2 separate regions of the Mus musculus genome follow, and region 1 is linked to region 2. The links are chromatin contacts, called in public ChIA-PET maps. All regions are on one chromosome and are shown on one strand. The core of a region is the stretch at or near the end of the contact, and the rest is flanking DNA. Distances in the headings are between cores, read along the strand shown. Region 1 holds the start of Eif1ax (eukaryotic translation initiation factor 1A, X-linked). Region 2 has its middle 200 kb from the start of Rps6ka3.

Region 1 (2,700 bases), core at 149-2,648, 320 kb before region 2:
TCTCTTAACCAGGAAGGCGTTCATCTCTTCTGCCCAAAGGCTTTATTTTTATTTTTTTTCTAAAAAGGGAGCTTCTCTGTGTAGCCCTGGCACTCACTCTGTAGACCAGGCTGATTGACCTCAGCAATCCACCTGCCTCTGCCTTCCTAGTGCTGGGAGTAAAGGTGTGCGCCCCTCCCCCCACCCAAGTTCATCCTGTGTAATGTGTTCCTCTCCTGTGGGAAATAAAAGCTTTCCACTACTTTGTACTTTATATTTTTGAGAAATTACGAGGACAACGAATATAGCAAGCCTGTAATGCCAGCTACTCGGGAAGCTGAGGCGAGCGAATCCCAAGTTCAATGTTAGTTTAGGGTTCCGGGGCAGCCTGGAGACAGACAGAGCAAAGCAAAGCGGTAGAGTGCTGGTAAAGATAGATTTGATCCCATAAAAAAAAAAACACCACAAAATACTGTAAATATATAAAAATGAGAATGATCTTAGGAACGCTGCACTTCTGCTTAGAATTTGTAATCATTTTTTTATTTATCAAAATATATACACGATCAGAAGCAAACGTGGAAAAGTTGGCTCAATGTGGGTCAAGGGCTCTGTGGAAAAAGTTAAGCCCCGGTAAAACTATGGAGCAAAGTGATTCTCTAGGGATGAAATTTGCGAATGCATCAAAGTACTGGCCACTGGCTACACGGGTGCGGCCTCACCAGTACCAACTAAGTGTCCATAAAAAATCCTAGGGAGGAGGTGCCAGATGGGCACGAAAGCAAGCGAGGCATCACCCTTTTTCAAAGTTCAGATTGGCTCCCAGGGCTTAACTCCCCAGGTGTTGGGAGCCCAAGAAGTCCGAGGCAGGTGTTCCCATGAGTCCCCCGGGCGCCGCGGTCAATGTGGCGCGAATCGGGGGCACGAGCCCATATTCTCACACAGGAGGCCCTACAAAAAAAAATGGCGTCGGCTCCACCCCAATGTGGCCAAACTGGGAGCCAGGAGTAACTTCCCTGCGCTTCTGCCCAGCTCCAAGTAGGACGCAGAGAATGCAGCCCGAGGAGAGGCAAGAAAAGATGGCAGGAAGGTCACTGAGGCCTGGGCTGACCTCGAGGCCGAGAGCAGCGCCAGGGAGCCGGCGGGGAGCAGAGCCCCGGTCCCGGCGGCGGCGTCCTTACCTTTATTCTTGGGCATGGCCGCAAAGACTGGCTGGCAGCGTGTGGGACCGCACTCAGGCTGGCGGCAGGAACTGCGGTGACTCCGACGGGCAACGCCGAGAAGTGCGCGCCACGAAGACCGTGCGGGAGGTCGGGAAGCGTGCTCAGGAGAGGCTGGTCACCCGTGCTTGCGAGAGCCTCCCGTGCCCACGCTCGGCAGTGGCAAATGGCGTCGCGGCAGCGGGCGGGGCTTCTCCCCGCCCTCCTCCTCCTCCCCGCCCTCCTCCCCCCCCCCGCCCGCCCGCCCGCCCGCCCGCCCGCCCGCGGAGCCCAGCCTCCCGCGACTCTAAGGCGCAGGCGTGGCCAAGGGGCAGTCCTAGGGTGGGAGCCTAGGGAGAAGCCTGCCAGGGAGGCGTTCACTGCTGCCAGTGGGCACGCAGTAGGTGGAGTGGGGCCTCCGGCGTCCGGAAGGGGGCGGGAGGGGCCCGGGCGGGAGGGGCCCGGGCCCTGCGTCACAGTGGAGGCTTGGAGGAGAGGAGGGGAAATTGAGGTGGTGCAGGCTGCTGGCTTGGGCATCATCTCGGCTTCCTAGCCAAGTGAGCCCCAGGCTTGACAAGGTGCTGACTCACTAACCTCAGAGTTGAGTTTTAATGGGGCCCTTTCACCAGCCCAACCAAGCTGGAAATCTAAGGGGGAAGGAGAGAAGGCACTTCTGCCATCCTCTTCCAAACTTTAATAGAATATTTGCATGATACTTAAAAATAAATCTTGTCCCTAACTCACTGTAGCTAAGTCTGTTTATAATGCTCAACAGAATGCCTGCACATGGTAGGTTGCTCAGCAGACATAGGATAAAAGGAATGGAAGAAAGTCGATGTTAGGGTCCAAATCTCCCAATATTCATGCTGAAGTTCTAACCTGTATGTATATTACTCTGTTTGGATATAAGATCATTAAAGAGCCTATATTGAAATGAGATCCTTAAGACTTGATGCCAAGACTTGACGTTAGCATGGTAACATAGGCCTTTAATCCCAGTACTGTGGAGGCAGAGGAAAGTAAACTATGAGTTACAGGCCAGCCAAGGCTACAGAGTGAGACCCTAACTCAAAACCAAAACCAAAACAAAAGCAATTAGTACCTAGGCATAATGAGGCATAAAAAAGAACAACCAGTTCCTGAGCCCGTAATCATCTGCAAGCCATGAAGACCTCAGAAGAAGCCAGATTTGTCTCTACCTTGACTTTAGACTTGGAATCTTCAAAACTGAGCAAAATAGTAGGTGGGCCTGGTACTCATGCCTATAATCCTAGCACCTGTGAAACTGAGGCAAGAGGATTCCTGCAAATCTATGGGAAAGCTGGGCTACATAGTGAGTTCCAGGCTAGCCTGGGCTACATAGTAAGACCCTGACTACAAAACACACAACACAGTCAAGAGAACGTACATTTTTGATGTTTAAACAACTCGCTCTCCCATTCTTTATTCTGGTGGTTCCAGCAAAGGAATACTGCATAGATTCTCAGAACAACTAACTTCACTTCAAACTAGGTTTATTGGG
Region 2 (2,700 bases), core at 103-2,602:
GTTGTAAGCTATGTGATGTGCATGCTGGAGATCAGACCCAGGCCATCTACAAAAGTAGTAGTTAGTGTTCACCACTCACCAGGCCACCTCTCCAGTCCCAACACACTGTTTTTTTAAAAAAAAAATGGATTCAAGTTGTTCCATAATACTGACATGACATAATATAGACTTTCCTGGTAATAGTTGTAGACCTTCTGTTTGTAATTTTTAAAAACAATAAATGGCAATTGTAACCAGTATTCTTATATCTACTTCTGGAGATTTTGTACATGTGCATTTCTATATGATAGATGCCTGAAGATCTAATAGCTGTGTTATAGAGTATGGACATTTATAACTTCAATACATTCAGGCAAGTAACCTCAAAACAAGGGTACCTATTACATACTCTCAATCCCTGACAATGATAGGTATTTAACTGAAGTTTTTAATTCTGCCAGATTAATTAATGGGAGGAAATATCATCTTACCATTCTATTTCTTTCCTGTTATTATTACTTTTTGTTATTTTTCTTTGAACTATCCTCTAATATCACTTGTCAAGTAAAACATGTGTTCTTTATATTTTTACTAAATATTTGTGAGTTCATACATAGTCATCCTTTGTTATTTCTAAGGTGAAATTTCCAGATGTGCAATTGTTGGGTTCAAAGGGTTAAAACATGGAGGAAAGCTTTTGACATTTATTAGATGACTTTCAGGGGGATCTTTTCTAATCCTTCTTGAGATTTTTATAGTTGGTTGAGTGTCATCCTACCTCACTGATGATCTGAGCCTCATTCCTCTGCAGTTAAAAATCCTCTATGTAAAAAAGACCAAACTTTGAATTAGATACTAATATATTAGAAAACACTTGAGGCCCAGTGATGCTTAGTTACTATGCACAAATAATAACTTTTTCTTGAATGGAGAACAGCTAGTAGATGGTCCAGTAACCATAAGAGATAAGGGTATCTTTCATTCAATGACTATGCACTTTCCTTGTTGTCCTGCAGAAGGAGAATTCAGAGTCTGGTTAGTTACTATTTGTTGAGTACCTGTTAGGGTCCAGACATTGTTTTATGCTTTAGACTCTCTAAAGATGAGTCAGTTTCTGAATCTGGTAGGAAAGTTGAGGGCATCTGCCATTCCAGATTCTTGTTTTGGCAGTTTGAATTCTACTTTCTGAGGCTGTGGTATAGCAATTGTATCATTTAATCACTAAGTTTAGCTGGCCGCCTAGCCTGTCAACCCTGGTGCGGTTTTTATGTTCTCCACTTACATCGGGTGCAAAGCAGTTAAAAGATGTTTCTTTGTTAGACGTGGCTGTAAGTGAAAGAGAAAACATTGGTAAAAGTTGAAAAGCAGATAAGTTGTGGTGTGTGGACCTGAACAGGAAATAAGTTGCTCTTAAAAGGAACTATGATTTAGGAGATAGCCAGGAGCTTGCACAAACATTTTTGTCGTTTCAGAGTGTAGAAATCTGCAGAAGTCTCAGATCATACTTCAACAGTCTGCAGCACACAACCGGCATACGCTAGAAACATTTCATGAAACATTGATGAGACAGAGAAACCTGTGGGCAAATGATTTGTGATTAAAAATATAGGGAAAAAAGTATTCTTACCCTAAGTAACTAAAAGGTATACTTGGAGGTGGTTTTTTTCTTGGGCAGACTGGTGGTTTGTTCAGTTGAACTCTTTGAAGTAAATATGGGTACTCTGTACATGCAGAGCACAGAAATACTTCCTATCTACACTGTTAATAATTGGACGGACATACTTAATTTCAGTGTGATGCAACAACATGAGGCTTGAAGTCTGAGGGTTTTTTGTTGTTGTTGTTTTATTTTTGTTATTGTTCATTTTTCTGTGGCCATAGCTCTCTTTCTAATAATCCTTGGAAATGCACTTAACATCGGTGGATTTTCTTCTTTTTTTTTGAATATGTGCACATGTGTATGTTTGTGTTTGCAGATGCTTGTGTATATATGTGAACATATATGTGAAAGTCAAAAGGAAACCTAAAGTGGCATCCCTCAAGTGCTGTCTACCTTATTTTTGAGATACTGTCCCTTACTGGCCTGCAAATCAGCAAGTAAGCTGGACTTTCTGGCTAGAGGCTCTTAAGGATCCTCCTAGCTCTGCCTCCCAGTGCTGGGGTTGTAAGTATACATCACAATGCCTAGAGTTATCTATCTATCTATCTATCTATCTATCTATCTATCTATCTATCTATCTATCTATCTATCTATCTATTACTATTTAAAAAATATTCACTTTCCATCCTGCTCACTGCCCCTCCCAGTCTCCCCCTCACATAATCCTTCCCCCTATATCACTTCCCTTCTTCTCTGAGAGGGTGGGAGTCCCCTGGGTATCCTCTCACCCTGGCACTTCAATCTCTGCAAGGCTAGGCACTTCTCCCACTGAGGCCAGACAAAGCAGCCCAATTAGGGTAATAGGATCCACAGACAGGCAACAGTGCTTGAGATAGCCCCTACTTCAGTTGTTTGGGACCCACATGAAGGTCAAGCTGCACATCTGCTACATTTGTGCAGGGAGGCCTAGGTCCAGCCCGTGTGTGTTATTTGGTTGGTGGCTCAGGTTCTGAGAGACCCAAGAGTCAAGATTAGTTGACTCTGTTGGTCTTCCTGTGGAGTTCCTATCCCCCTCGGGGCCCACAATCCTTTTTCCTACTTTTCCATAAGAGTCCCCAAGC

What was found. ChIA-PET counts read pairs in DNA pulled down with a chosen protein or histone mark.
Region 1: a contact with region 2 is called in an RNA polymerase II ChIA-PET map of memory CD8 T cells, with 5 read pairs. The contact joins the promoter of Eif1ax here to the enhancer-like site in region 2. A contact is called at or near these places in 1 of 39 promoter capture datasets (pre-B cells), 1 of 15 datasets of contacts at CTCF or cohesin (CD8 T cells), 2 of 115 datasets of contacts at active chromatin or transcription factors (embryonic stem cells and memory CD8 T cells) and 2 of 9 other capture datasets (adipose tissue and macrophages).

Annotation. Positions count from the first base shown.
Region 1 is chrX:159,370,876-159,373,575 of GRCm38.p6, reverse strand. It overlaps Eif1ax (eukaryotic translation initiation factor 1A, X-linked), which reads right to left and starts at 1,398. Exons shown (of 7, transcript NM_025437.5): 1 at 1,161-1,398. The coding sequence starts at 1,176.
Region 2 is chrX:159,054,868-159,057,567 of GRCm38.p6, reverse strand. No RefSeq gene overlaps it. Among named protein-coding and RNA genes, the nearest start is that of Rps6ka3, 200 kb to the left of the region's middle. Within about 2 kb of position 1,352, at least 19 of the 459 cell types and tissues checked have an H3K27ac peak or open chromatin away from gene starts, as enhancers often do. A contact at or near this core is called in CD8 T cells and memory CD8 T cells, where this site is marked.